Regions from separate parts of the Sus scrofa genome. Here region 1 is linked to region 2. A link is a contact called in public Hi-C data. All regions are on one chromosome and are shown on one strand. Each heading gives the region's core, a stretch centred on a gene start, on an enhancer-like site or on the middle of the called end of the contact. The rest is flanking DNA. Distances are from core to core; before and after follow the strand shown. Region 1 holds the start of TMEM268 (transmembrane protein 268). Region 2 holds the start of WHRN (whirlin).

Region 1 (7,295 bases), core at 158-2,657, 74 kb after region 2:
AGCATTCCACTTCTGCCTCTGGCAGAACACCAAGCCAACTAAGTCCTGTGATCAGAGAGGCCCCCAGCAACTTGGCAATATCTCTTGAGATAAAAAAAAAAAAAAAATGCATCCATATTCTGACTCAGCAAGTCCACTTGTAGATAAGCTTGGCATGGTGGCTATGGCCATCCCAACAAGGTCTGTGAGCAAAAGTGGGAACCCCCCACATGTCCAGCAGTGGGGAGGAGCAAGGGAGAAAAAGAGCCTTCCTATAGTATATGGACATTCATGCAGCCCTTAAAAAGAATTGAGGCAGAGCAGAGCACACTGTCAGGAGGTGAATGCTAAGGGACTTTGTTGAATGAAAAAGCCGGGTGCACAACAGAACAGGTGGTCCCTTTTGTATAAACACAGTGGAAGCATCTGTCCATACGTGCCCTAAGGGAACCTGCACAAGGTTAGTGCCCTAAGGGAACCTGCACAAGGTTAGTGTTTCCTCACGGGAGGAGGCGCTATTCGCTGCAGATCCCCCTGAAACGCCCAGTGATGGTGATGGGAGGCGGGGGTGGGGGTATGGCCAATGCCCAGTGAGCCGCTATCATGCCTCTGGCAGTTGCATACACTCCACACAGATTATCTCATTAAAACTCTACTACACAGTCCCGTGATATAATCTGTTTGTTGTTGTTGTTGTTTTGTTTTGTTTTGTTTTACAGAAAACGAAGCCGCAGAGAGGTTAAACACTATAAAGATGATCTAAAATCTGGAGACCCCAGGCTTAGAGCTCAGGTAGCCAGATGGCGACGCTGATGCTCTCAACACAGGGCACAGAGAATTTTTCGTTAAAAACAAGTCCCTGAGAAGTTTCTGGTCCCAAATATTGCCTCATCCACGATCCCGTGACTGTCAGACGTGGCCTGGGCTCTCACGATAGGGAGACGGAGGCTCGGAGAGGGGCCCTGGCCTTGAGCAGCCGATTCTCGCCCAACTTGTTCCCGCAGGCCGGGGCGCGGCGCACGTGCTCGGCGAGCGCGGAGGCGCCTCCCGGCATCCCGGGAGGAAGCCTGGCTGATGAAAGGCAGCTCCCAGCTCGGCTCCGACGCGGCCCCGGGAGCCGGCTTCCCTCTTGGCCCCGAGGCGAGCCCGGCGGGCGGCTCCTCCCGGTGGGGTGACCGCGCGGGGCCGGCCCGGCCCGGGGGCGGGACCGGGGAGGGCGGCGCGCGCCGCGGGCGGCGGGCGGGGCGCGAGCGGCGGTGCCGGGAGACTGAGGCGCGGAGGGGCAGCGTTGCCCCCAACCTTCCGCGTTCCCGGGCGGCGGTGAGGGCGACGGCGGCGGCGGCGCGGACGGGTGAGTGTGCGCGGACCCGGGGCGCGCGCCCCGTGTCTGGTCGCGAGCGCGGGCGGCCGCGAGCCCAGATTTGAGCTGCGCGGGTCCGGCTCTGCGCTGCAGCCTGGGCGCCTCCTTCCCGGCCTGGGTGGGCGCTGCGGGCCGCGTCCGCCTTCTTCCGGCGCCTTTGGGCCCGTTTCCCCGTGCGTTGCGTGGTGCTGCTCGCCGGCGACCCCTGCGAGCCGGTGGCGGGGGCACCGTGGGGCTGGTTTCGGGGGTGAGGGAGACCCAGAAGCAGCAGACCAGCCTTGAGGGCAGAACCTGGGGTAAGATTCAGCTGCTTAAGGCCAAGGCCAAATGTGGAGGAACATCCCAGGCTGGATCAAGCTCCGTTGCATTCTGGCTGTATCCCCCAACTGGCTCCTTGACCTTGGATAGTTCACTTTCGTTTCTAGGTCTTAGTTTCCTCCTGCGTAGAGTGGAGAGCTTGGAACCCTTGTCTCACAAGGCTTTTCCACCCCCCAAACTTCTGTGACAGACCCCCTATGGCCCCTTGCTGGGACTTTCCAGTTTAAGAAAAACAGAACCTGACGTGAAAACTGTAGAATTCCTCCCCTCCCCCAACACACACACGCACACACACACCCCTCAGAGAGGCACATGGTCTTTTGGGGGAGCTGGGCACGCAGTGTCTGCAGAAATGGAGACCTTTGCTCAGGGGAACTTTTAAGATACCTTCGTTTGCAGGGGCTTCCCACCCAGCTACGGTTAAATGGAAAGGCCAGTTAAATGCACAGTCAGCAAAGGGAGCTAAGGAAACTGGGGAGTGGATGACCAGTTGGTTGCAGGAACCTCAGGCTGTGCTCGATCCCTGGTTCTGTGCCTCCCTCTCATGTCCCCCAGGGCTGGTGTGGGGCGGAGCAGGATGGCAGCTAGCGGGTCAGCACCTGCCCTTGGGCAGTCTTGCCAACACCCCTCCTGCCCTCTGCAGCTTCCAGGGCCATAGGGTGAGAGCAGAGCCCGAGCTGCCCTCTGGTTTGTACCTCTCCCCACTTGGCAGTCTCTTCTCTCACTCCACCTGTGCCAAGCCTGGAGCCTCCTTCTCTGCGCCAGGAAGCATCCTGAAGAACTCTTCCCTCATTCCAAAGTGCTGCTGGCTCCTGCCAGATGGTGGTAGCCAGGAGGGAGAGCTGAACAGGGACTTAAGGTTTTACTTCTGGTTTTATAGAAGGCATAGGGCCTGGCACTAGAAGGTTCTTAGGGGATGACTGTGGAGTAGAAATAATGATAGCTATATTCCTTTTTGCTCTGTGCTGTTCTTGAGTGATTTAAGTATGAGCTCTTTAAGCCTCACAACAACCTAGTTACATTATTCCCATTTACATGTGGCAAAACTGAGGCCGATGTAAGTCACTTGTTCTGGATCATACACGTGGGAAGTGGCAGGATCCTGCAGGTTACTTTTATCCATGACACTAAAATCCTTCAGGTGAATGAATTCTTCTGATTGAGACTTTGTGGGAGGCTGATTAGGCCAACTGGGGTGCTGGGATTTCTTCCCAAAGACAATGCCTAGTTGTGGGATTTTGCAACTAGTGAACCTTCCATGCAATCTGGAAAGAAGTCTTTGCAGCTCCAGCTTGTGGGTGGTCCCTGCTGCCTGGAGGACAGAAGGTGGGCTCTTGGGGCCCACAGGCCTGTCTGAGACCAGTACGGCCTCTCTGGGCTACAGCCTCCTAGCTATGATGTGCCTGGGTCCCTTGTCTGGAAAATGGATCTAAGGATTCTATTTGTCTTGTGTGTCTGGGCCTTCGTTTTCTCTCCTGTGACGTGGGAGGAAGAAAAAAAAAAAAAAAACCTGCGAGGAAACGGGTCTATGGTGAGCAAGGTACTAGATGCCACACTTGTAGTTCCTTCTGTTATCCTCACAGCAGCTCTGTCAGGTAGGCCTCCCTGAACCCATTTTACAGATAAGGACAGCAAGGCTCAGGGAGTTAAATGCCTTGACACCGAATGTCCCAGAGCATGCGAGAGGTAAGTGAGGGTTCAAGTCTTGGTCCTTTGGTGCTAGAGGCCTTGCTCTTTTCATCACATTTTGCTGCGGGTATAAACAAGGCTCCCATGATGACTATACCTGTCCCGTACTCGGTCAGGAAGGGAAATCTCAGAAGCCTGGGAGTGGAGCCTGGTCAGCTCATGAGTTTCCTGTGGGTCCTTGGATGTGTCTGAGCTGGAGAAGATCCAAGACCAGGGGAAGTTCTCAGCTGAGGCCTCAGAGGCTCTTAGTTCCTTCTCCTCATTCCCTCTGAAAACATTTTTTTAGCATGATCAGCAAGACTGCAGTCAGAAGAAAGACCCAGGGTGGCTTTCCCTGGCCTGGAGGTGGCTTTGGCCTTGGAGAGCTGGAGAGCCCAGCCAGCCCAGGAACAGGCCTGAAGTGCTTTCCTGTGATGTTGTTTTCCAAAGGCAAGTGCAGCTGAGCTGGCTACTCCAGGATGAACCGCAGCCCTGAGAAGGGGAAGAAGTCCCGCTGGCTCTGCTATGGCCTGTGAACCACAGATGGACCCCGGTGGGGCAGCTGGCCCCTTGCCCACCACCTCTCCTGGCTGGAGCGCCCTCCCTAGTGGGAGCCCTCCTGGCTGGGGGCAAGGTAGGGTCATGACCCTTGATTCCTTCTCCTCTGCCCTCCCCTCCCCCTCAAGTTGCTGAGCTAGACTCACATAGTATGAGTGAGTGGAGGGGAGGGGAAGGGCACAGAAGTGGCTTTAGATAGGGGTGCACATTTGGGGATGTTTCCAGGCCAGTCTCTGTCATTTCTACCTGTACTCTGTCACCAACTCCTTAGATCGCCCTCTGCTTGGATCTCTGCAGTAGCTTCTTAGTGCCTCTCCTCCTTGCCTCCTCTATTCTCTGCGTGGCATCAGAGAAAGATCTTTTTTAAATGCACAACCAACCATGTCACTTTCTGTTTCATTGTTTCCCGCTGGGCTTAGCATGAAGATCTATCATTCACCAGCTCGCAAGGCCTGTTCTCTTAATGGCTCTTGCTGCTCCTGTTCTCTGTTGCTGCCATGCTGCCCTGTCCCAGGATCTTTGCACCTGCTGTCCCTTCTGCATGTTATGCCCTTTTCCTGCCTATTTTCCCTTGCTTAATTTCTGTTCACCCCTCACAGCTCAGTTCAGGTATCCATTCCGTGGAGAATCCTCTTCTGATGCCCCCCCAAGTTAGAACCCTCTGATATAGTCATTGACTGTAATTAAGTAATAACCTGTGTAATAAAGTATTCAATGTCCAGCTTCCCCACTAGAATGTAAGCCCCACGAGGACAGGGGCTCAGTGTTGCTTTGTTCACCCCTATGTCTATAGTACTTAGCGCATGGCTTGGCCCGTAGTAGATGCTCAATCAGTATTTTGTTGAATGAATGAATGGGCATAGCATTTTGCATTGTGGCTGGTTACTTAGGTGATAGGAAACTTAAAAACAAGGGTTCCTTTTATGGCTACTATTATTAGGAAAGCAGTTCACAAATACACATACACATACACCAGTAGAATGAAATGCAATGGAATAATTTGCCTTCAGCTCTTTGAAGACATTGCTCTACTGGTTTTTGGCAAGCCAGTTCTTGCTTCGTTATAGGAAATAGTTCCCCCTACCAGCTACCCCTCCCTCCCCTGCCACACTCCTTTGGTAGCTTTTCAGATCCTTTTTCTTCGATTAGGTGTAAAAACAAGTATTTCTAAGTGGAGGACTTGCAGTTCTTACTTTAAGGAACAGATGAGAGAGGTTATTGCCAAGAATCCAGGAACTCATGGTTTGAAAGGCAGAGACGCCGCGAAAGGTCTTTGCATTGCTCAGGCAAACACTTCCTCAAAATGCCAAAGAGAACCAGACTAGGGGACCAGTTCTCAAACTGCGTGCCTGGGCTCCAGATCAGCATGGGTTTCCCGCTCTGTGCTGTGCCATGGAGGGCTAGTCTGAGGCCCCCTGCAGCATGACTGCCTGCATTTTCTGTGCTACCCTTTTCCTCACTTCTTCTCTTTCTTACTTTCATTTCCCCTGGTAACACAGGGCAAGCTGGTCTCCTTTCAGAGGCTCTATTTTCTTTTCCATCTTATTGGTTTTCCACCTTCTAGGGCTCTCAGAGGGCTAAACAGAATCACTTTGTGAAGCCGAAAACCTGTGCCTGGTGCACTGTAAGGGCTTGATCCTTGGAAGCTATTATTTTTTTTTCCCATTTTTTAAATTAAAGTATAGTTGATTTACAATGTTGTGCCAATTTCTGCTGTTCAGCAGTGACCCAGTCATACATATATACACATTCCCTTTCTTTTGTTATCTTCCATCATGGTCTATCCCAAAGACCGGATATAGTTCCCTCTGCTATATAGCAGGACCTCATTGCTTATCCATCCTAAAAGTAATAGTTTGCATCTACTAGCCCCAAACTCCCAGGGCTTTCCACTACCTCCCCTCTCTCCCTTGGCAACCATAAATCTGTTCTCTCTGTGAGTCTGTTTCTGTTTTGTAGATAGGTTCTTTTGTGCCACATTTCAGATTCCACATATGATTGATATCATATAGTATTTCTCTTTCTCTTTCTGACTTACTTCACTTAGTATGAGAATCTCTAGTTGCATCCATGTTGCTGCAAATGGCATTATTTCATTCTTTTTATGGCTGAGTCATAGTCCATTGTATGTAGGTACCACCTTTGGAAGCTATTCTTATTTTATTGTTCTGTTTTATTTCTGCCTTCATCTTTTTGTTTATTTTCCTCGTTTGCTTATGTTTAAAGCAATTTTATCATTTTATCTTTCTGTAGTTTATTTGTATGAAGCCACCTTAAATCCTTTCTGGAACAAGGTGTGGGACGATAAAAACCAATACAACTAAATCAGTGTGGCTCTCTTGTAACTTACGAGCTCTGACAAGATGGCTTTTAGGTTATGACAACAATAGCAGCTAGTTCTTCAGCACCCATTTTGCACCAAGTGCTTTATTTTCATCATCTTAATCATTTGGAGACTCCCTGTGGTGGATATGATCATCCTCTAAGGGGATGGCCCGGGATTATATTGCTTCTTCAAGGGTTCTCTGTTAGTGAGAGACTGAGTTACAATTTGACTCCCAAACTATCTAGCTTGTGATTTCCCCATGTCATTTATACATGAAACATTTATGTAGTGCCTGCTGTATACCAGGCACTGACCCCAGCTCAAGGGATTCAATGATGCGCAAAACCAATGTGGGTGTAGATAGTCTGATGGAGATAATGGACTTTAATCAAGTAACTGCGTCCATGTGTGCTCCTCTTTGATGAGCATAAAGGAGACGAGCAAGTGGTGATGGGCAGATTTATCAGACAGATTTGACCTGTTAAGAGTATAGAGTGTCACGGAAGACTCCCTGGGAAAGGGGTTAATGAGCTGGAACACAAATGATGACTAGGCTCTAATGGCATGACACTAGGTGGATGTGTTCTAGGGAGAGAGGGGGAAGAGCATATGCAAAGGTCCTGGGGTGGGAGAGAAAACATGGCATGTTCAAGGAACCAAAGAGGCTGGGGTGGCAAGACACAGAATGAGACTGAGCCCTCAAGGGGAGTTTGGCAGGAGGCTAAAGAGTTTGGTTTTCACCAGGGCACTGGGAAGTTATTGAAAGTTTTACTCAGAGGGTTGGTATCATGTGATTTATGCTCTGGCCACATCGTAGGAGGAAGAGCGAGTTGAAGAAGCCAGGCAGGGTATAGGGAGAGGCGAAGGTAGCCTAGTCTGGTGTTGCAGTGAAGATGCCGAGGGGTACCTGGAGCTAGGAGGGATTTTGTCGGTCCTGTTGGCAGGGTCCAGGGATGGCCTGGGTCAGGGGGTGGAGAAGCGTTTGGGTGGGCCAGGATTGCCTGGAAGCAGGTCGTTTTGCTTTAAGTATTGCCTAGAGCTGGGCTCTGAGCCAGCAGATGGGATGTTTATTGTTCAGTCCCTTCA
Region 2 (7,690 bases), core at 4,089-6,588:
CAGCAAATGTGTGGCAGAGCCCAACGCAGCATCCCTGGTCTGTGGACTCCTTGGCCAATTTGTCAGAATTTTTGGTGGAAAAAAGATCTTTGAAAGGTTTTCTTTTTATTATTATTAGCTTGGCTCCTGTTCATTCAAGATCGACTTTTCAAAAATCAAAGGTTTTAAGATGATTGCAAAAAATAGTAGGTGGCTTGCCTAATCTGGACCTGTCATTGCTGATTTAGCAAATAGGCTTCAAGAGAAGAATGGGAGCCCCACCAGACAGAGGATTAAATCCTCACTGAACTTGCCGTGACAATGGATACTTGATTTGTTAGAGAGAGAAGTGGAAGGACCTTTGTGTATCAATCTCTTCTGTTCACTGCAAAGAGGTGACCTTCTTTGATTCACGAACCTTTTGATTCCTAAAATTTAATTTTCTTTTTTACACACACACACACACACGCGCACACGCACACACACACACACACAGGTTCTCTCTCCTTTGAGAATCTCGGAGGATCTTTTCCCCCTTTCTACCTGTAGAAGCAAAAGATTTTGAGAATGAAAATCTCATCTCCTCAAGAGCTAAAACTGGAAAAAACTTACGTGTCTAATGACAGAGGAATGGAGAAAGTAAAAGTGGCATATATATTTACATACAATGGAATATTATTCTGCCATTTTCAAAGAGGAAATCTTGTCATTGGGGACAACACGGATGAAGCTTGGAGGACATTACACTAAGTAGAATCAGCCAGACACCGAAGGAGACATACAGTATGGTCTCACTTATAAGTGGAATCTAAAAGAGTCAAATTTACCAAAGCAGAGAGTAGAATGCTGACTGCCAGGGCCCAAGGGGGTCGGGGGAAAGGGGGGAGATACTGGTACAGAATTCCAGTTCTAAAAGGAGTAGGTTCTGGGGATCCTGGTAGCAAAGTGACTGTAGTTGATAATTGTGTATTATATGCTTGAAATTTGCTAAGAGGGTATCATCTTACGTGTTCTTATGCCAAAATAAAATAGCTATGGGGGGGGATGGATATGTTAATTAACTGAATTAGGGTAATTCGTTTGCAGTGTATACGTATATCAAATCATCACATTGCATACCTTAAATGCATACAACTTGTGTCTGGCAGTTATACTTCAGTAAAGGTGGGCGAGGAAGCAAAAAATAAATAAAACTGAAGAAGAAAAAAGCAAACACATCTTCTACTAAATACAACGTGGCATCCTGGAACAGAGACGGACAGAAGTGGGAAAACTGGCGCCATATGAATAAAATCTGAAGTTAAAATCCCTGCCCTGTGGCTTATAAAGAGGGGCCAGAAGTGGGGACATCTTGGTTAAGGGTAGTTTGTACCTAGTAGAGAAGCCGGGGCCTCTCTGAGCTTTTAGTTAGAGGATCCTTAATTCTGTGGAAACGTGTCAAGAGTGGCAGGCGTTCTAAACTGTTCCTGAAACGGCCTGCCCATCCAGCAAGACCAGGCCCTACCGAGGTCCCGCCTCCTCCGTTTTAAATTCCACCCACGGAAAGTCCGCCCCCTTTTCCCCCTGGAGTTAAAATGACACAAAGCAGCACTTGTTTGCCCGTAGCTTCCAAGGGTCTGAAGGGGCGTGTTCCAGGCAGGTTACGTGTCTCCCATTGGCCAGAAGGAAGAGGGGCCCCCGGAGAGGCAGGTGCTCCCTCGGCCTCTGCAGGAAAAGTGACAGGGACAAGGAGCCACTCAGTTCACACCGGCTCCTACCTGTCCAAGGGCAGTTCTGCTGCTATCAACCCCTCCCTCTGGCAAGGACAGTTCTAGAGCTTCAAAAGCTATGCCAAGAGAGTTTAGGTTTGACTCTGGAAGCAGCAAGAGTAAACAAACAAGCTAAGGCCCAGTACTGCTCTGGGTCAAGGGTAGTGGCACCTCCGTGCAGTTCAGTGAGGTTCAGGCTGACGACGCAGAGCGCCAGGGCCAAATCAGGGAGAGCCAGGTAACTCCAGCCTCAGAGGCATGGCTGAGTCGGGGCTGGGAACTGAAAGGAAGCTCAGGGTTTTTCATGTCCAGGTTACCAGAGGCCCTTCCCAAGCCTACCACCTTGTGATGATTAAGTTTCCCAAGTCCTTTTCAATGGCCACCAAAATTGAATCCACATTTATAAATGACCATTTGGGTCAAGATTCTTTCAAGTATAAATTTATCATCTGAGAACTCCAGATCTCTTTGGGTCAAAGGCTAATGGACTGTTTCTTTATAAATCCATGGAATGTCAGATAACAGGAGGGGGGGGAGGAGACAGGGAGGAGGATGGGTGCCTAGAAGCCCACAGGAGCTTTGACCACTGCACCCTTATTTTTTTTAACTTTTTAAAATTTTTTGTCTTTTTCTAGGGCCGTACCAGCGACATATGGAGGTTCCCAGGCTAGGGGCTGAATCGGAGCTGTAGCCGCCAGCCTGCACCACAGCAATGCCAGATCCGAGCCGAGCCTGCAAACTACACCACAGCTCATAGCAATGCCAGATCCTTAACCCACTGAAAGAGGCCAGGGATCGAACCTGCAACCTCATGGTTCCTAGTCGGATTCGTTAACCACTGAGCCACAACAGGAACTCCCACTGCACTCTTAAACAATATAAAACCACCAGCCTTTTTCTAGAAGCAGTGAAGTTTCCCAAGCTCTCAGGGGGGCCTCCCCGAGGGGCAGAAAGGTTGGGAAGCAAATGAAGGAAGTCAAGGTCAGAGGATGGTTATGCCCCAGGTGAACAGTCAGGAAGTGGGCTAAGATGCACCCGGCTACAGGTCATTAAAAGACACAAGAAGTAGTCCAGGGACCTCGGCTACCTAAGCATTTCCCAGCAGCCTGCAGGCCTGTGGCTGGAGTTCAGAACACCTGCATGGAGGGGATCCAAGGCAGGGGCAAGCGGTGGGGTGGTGAGAAGCCCGGTCAGAGGCCACCCTAACCCCTGGGAGGAATGTCCCCTGCAGAAGCAGCCGGTGTCACTGCTCCTTTTCCCCAAAACTCTTCACTTCTTGCACACAACAGTGGTGTGTGTGTGTGCACATGCCTGCAAGGGATCCCTGAATCCACGCATAAACCAAGCACTATCCATCTCATACTCCAATTGATTTTCAATAGCCACAGGCATGAGACTAGCAAACAGGTACACTCCTTTAAACAGTATGATTAAATCCCTCAGAGTTAGTTGTCATGAGATTATTTTTCTCAATTAACAGACACAAAAATTACTACTACTCTCAAGGGGGTGGGGGATTTACTTTCGATATTCAGGCAGGGCCCTCCTTTCCAACAAGGCTAGAGACACTTACAGTCCAAGTGGAGAACCAGTGGTCCCAGGATACAGAGCCTGGTCCATAAATAGCAGGGTCAGGCCAGAGCTCTGTGGGTCACCAGAACAGCCTCCTTGGACCACGTTGGAGCTAAGAAAATTTTCTTGCAGGGGCAAAAGCCTAGAAAATAATGAGAATAACAGCAGCAGAAGGGCAGGTCACCCACTGATTGCTAGCCATATGCCAAGCAGAAACCTTATTTCTTTCAATGCTCATAAGAATCCACAGCCCTTTTCACACTTTGTAATCAGACATTTGCAGGAGTATTTGATAATGCCTGTCTCCCAAACACTAGCCTTCTGCCCCAGGAAGGCAGGATCCATGTCTTCTCTGCCTATCACTATATCCCAACCTCTTCCTGGCATCTATTTGCTAAAAATAAAAATTAAAAAAAAAAAAGATGTGTTTGTTTTAAATAATGCTTAAGAAAAACAGGGCCCAGAAAGGTCAAGCGACTTGCCTAAGGACACACAGCATGAAGCCACTGCCATCCGGAGGAGCTGCACCACTTTGCCCTGTACTCATCCCCAAACCAGTGCCCTACCTTGACGGCCTCAGCGTGGGTCACCCGGGCCAGGGATTTGTCGTTGACACGCAGAATCTGGTCCCCAACTCGCAGCCCTTCCTTCTCTGCCAGAGAGCCTGGCTCCACCAGCGACACATAGATGCCCACGCCATGCTCCGAGCCCCCGCGGATGCTGAAGCCCAAACCCTCGTGGGCCTTGGCACGCCGCAGGCTCACCAGGCGCACCTCTCCAGGCCCTGTGCCGTCGGGGCCGCCCCAGGCGGGCTGCCTGTAGGGGGTGGTGGCGGGCAGGTAGAGGCCCTCGGCCGTGTACTGATCAAAGAGCAGCTGGTCGGAGCGAGGGATGACCAGCCGCAGCATGGGCAGCAGGCGCCGCTTGACCGGGCTGTCCAGCAGCACGCGCAAGGTGCGCACCAGGTCGAAGACGTTGCGGCGCGCGTGGTAGGCGTTCAGGCAGTGCGTGAACTGCTCCCGCTCCGCCTCGCTCAGCAGCGCCGTCAGCGCCTGGTGCAGCTGGCGCACGTTGGCAGACAGCAGTCGCAGCCCCGCGCCCCCGCCGCCGCCGCCGGCTCCCGCCGCCGAGCCCAGCGAGCCGGTGGAGGACGAGCTCACCGACAGGCCGTCCAGCTGCGCGTTCATCTCCCCGCCGAGGCCCGGGCGGACTCGGGGCGCGCGGTGGGGCAGCTGCTGCACGCGCCGACACCGGCGCGACAGCTGGATCCCAGGAAAGGCGGAGATAGCGGCTGGAGCCTGGATTTGGGGGCTGGGAGGGAGGTGGGGGGGCGCCGAGACAGGGGCTGGATCCGGGGAGACACGGAGACGGCGGCTGGAGTCTGGGCTTGGGGGCACGGAAACACGCCTGAATCCTGGGGGATCTCGAGACCAATGCTTGAGTCCCGGGCGCACGAAGACTGAGGGGCTCGAGAAACGGGAGACCGCGAGGCGCAGAGACGGCGGCTGGAGTCCAGAGGACGCGGAGACGGCGGCTGGAGTCCGGGGGGACAAGGAGTTGGCGGCTGGAGCCTGGAGGTCGCGGAGACTGCGGCTGGAGCCTGGAGAGTCTGGAGAGAACAGCTACATTCTGGAGGGCACAGAGACGACGGGTGGCTGGAGTAGGGGGGAGTCCAGCAAAGCCGACCGCCCCGTCACACCATGCCCGGGGCTCCCCCAGCCGGGTCGCCCGTTCCTCTCGGGCTGGGGGACCCCAAAGTCATAAGTTGAAGTGGGGGGCGCCCTAGTCCCAGAGCCCCCCGAATCGCAGGCGGTGGAGACGCGCGGGCGTCCGGCAGGGGGTGCGGGGCATGTCCGGGGCAGCCCCGGGATGCAGCAGCCCGGGGACCCCCGCGCCCCTGCACCGCCCGCGCGCAGACGGAGCCGCGCGGCCGCGAGCCCGAGTTTGCGAACTGTTGAGCCGCCCGGGGTCGATCTTCCAGCGAGTTCCGACGCCGTCGCTGTCGCCTGCACAGCCTTGGCCCCGCCCCCCTTGCCCCTCCCCCTCTCCCGCCCCCTCCCCCCGCGGACTCTTCAGGAAATGACGTCCCGCCTCGCGCCTGGCGGTTGCCTAGAGACGGGGTGAAACAGTCCAGCCCCTGGGAGGAAAGGGGTGAAAGTGGGTACGGTAGGGGTGGGAGGAGCTCTAGAGGCAATGAGAGTGCCCTCACTTCTCCAGCCGGGGGTGAGAGGTGCACCTCAAAAACTGTGCTCTTCCGCCACCAGGATCGCTTTGAAGCATCTAACCAGCTAGCAAATTCACAGTTGTAGGGGAAAATAACCAACTTTTTGCCTCTAAAATACTAATTGCTTCAGGCTCAGTTTTCTAGCTTAAAACCTTGGCTCCCCTCTTGCACGCACTAATATTCAAGTTCATGTGTTCATGTGGACGACTGTTGGGCACCTACTGTGTGCAAGAGATCTATCTATTCAAGCATATACTGGTGGCTGCAGGAGCCAACTCCAGTGCAGGGATAGATAAGACTGAACCCCTGCTGGGTCTCCAGTAGGTGGGGAAAACGTTTTCACAAATATAAAGCTGACACAACACATACACACACCTGCATATAAAGTATAAAACTGAGGATATCCGAATTAGATGGGTGGATTGTATCAATGTCAATATCAGGGTTGTGATCTTGTCAGCATTGCGCCAACAACTGGATGAAGGGTACATGGATGTCTATTATTCCTTACAACTTCATGTGACTCTACAATTATCTCAAAATAAACATTCAAAAAGAAGTGTATGAAGCCGGTTGGGAAAAAGTAGTCTATGCCTTCCCATCCCAAAACAAATAAGATACTGGAAGGCTTGGCCTAGAGCCTCGAATCTCCCACCACACTCCCCCAAATACAATCTAAGGGAAGCTATGCTTTTATTCAAAGGTGGCTAAGGAGGCCAGTAGTGCCCCCAACATGCGCGCGCGCACACACACACACACACACACACACACACACACACAGCACTTACACACAATCCCTTCAACCCAAATTGCCTCTCCTAAGCTATCACCTACAGAAAGCTATATTTTCCCTAAAAATATTCTGGAATTGCCATTCTAGAACCATCCGACTTCTAGCTGGAAGAGGATGAGTTGTGGTGTCACCAAAAGGGGTAGGTTTGAGCTGGATCCAGAAAGATGGAACATTCATTCATCCATTCATTCATTTGCTTTTTTGACTACTTACTCTTCCTGTACCATTTTCCAAGCACCTATTCTGTCCTGAATCTTGGGCTGAGTGCTGGACACCCAGGTAAAAAAGGTGAAATTTCTTGTCCCAAGGAGTTTACCGACCAGCAGGGGAGAAAGACCATCTAAATAAGTCAAGTTAAAAACCAGTATGCTAAGTGTTATAATGGCTAAGCGAGCCCAGGTTTAGGGGAGGAGAAAATGGTAAGGACTTTATCAGCCACCTGAATGAAGGGAAAGGATTTTCTTTTCTGGGCAGTGGGGAAACACGGAAGGATTTTTTAACCCTATTATTAGCTTAGGGCCTTCCCCAAACTGAGGCTAGGACTTGAAGCTATATTATCCCCCTGAAATTGTCAGTTCTCTTTTTCACTCTCCTAAAAAAGACCTTGGTTAAATTAATGCCCAGTGAACATATTTGACATATGTGTGTCTTAAACAGCCAGTTAAGCTACTTTGGGCATCCATCTGACAGCTCTGAGTGTTACAGCCGTTAATAATGTGTATCCTTTTTCCTTCTCAACTGCCATTGAAGCCTTTGATATAACTAACCAAAGATATTTAAGAAAAAAAAAATCAATCTCCCCTGACCCTCAAAATATATTTAATGGCAAACCTCAAAATGTCACCAAGCAGAGTTTAATTGTATGCAGTTCAGGTTTTCCACAAATGTATTTCGTGCTAAGCTTAGTTTGTGTTCTAATTATAATTGCTGTGATTGGCTTGATAAATGCATCCCAGGAGCTAAGATACCCACTCCTAACATTTTATTTCTGTGCAAAGGATATTTGCGAGAAGGTATTTTGCTTTAGGCAGCAGAAACTACTGCTGCACACACGTCTTAGTGGAGAAAGAAGCACTTTCTTCTGCAAACATCAGAGACCATCTGGGATGCTGTGCTATTGTTTAATGCCATAGAGACCAATGGAGGGGCAGAGAAGTGCAAGAGCATGGAAAAAGAACTCAGTGGGGTTTCTTCCATCCACCTTGCATAACCTCCTTCATATCAGTTTGCACTGTGCACCCTCAAATGCGGGGCAGTATATAACTGTGCTCAAACCTAAAGAATCAAATTTCATGTCTGAAGATGTGTTTGTCCATCAGAAATAAGCTCTTGGAAATCCAAGATGCTTGGGCTCCTGAGGGCTGCACTGCCTCC

Evidence for each region. A called contact is a pair of places that touch in the nucleus more often than the background predicts.
Region 1: a contact with region 2 is called in a Hi-C map of subcutaneous adipose tissue, with 1.9 times the contacts expected there. The contact joins the promoter of TMEM268 here to the promoter of WHRN in region 2. A contact is called at or near these places in 3 of 47 Hi-C or Micro-C datasets (alveolar macrophages, heart right ventricle and subcutaneous adipose tissue).

What each region holds. Positions count from the first base shown.
Region 1 is chr1:255,167,469-255,174,763 of Sscrofa11.1, forward strand. It overlaps TMEM268 (transmembrane protein 268), which reads left to right and starts at 1,408. Exons shown (of 9, transcript XM_021068037.1): 1 at 1,408-1,635; 2 at 3,776-3,959. The coding sequence starts at 3,851.
Region 2 is chr1:255,089,943-255,097,632 of Sscrofa11.1, forward strand. It overlaps WHRN (whirlin), which reads right to left and starts at 5,339. Exons shown (of 12, transcript XM_021068023.1): 1 at 3,866-5,339. The coding sequence starts at 4,486.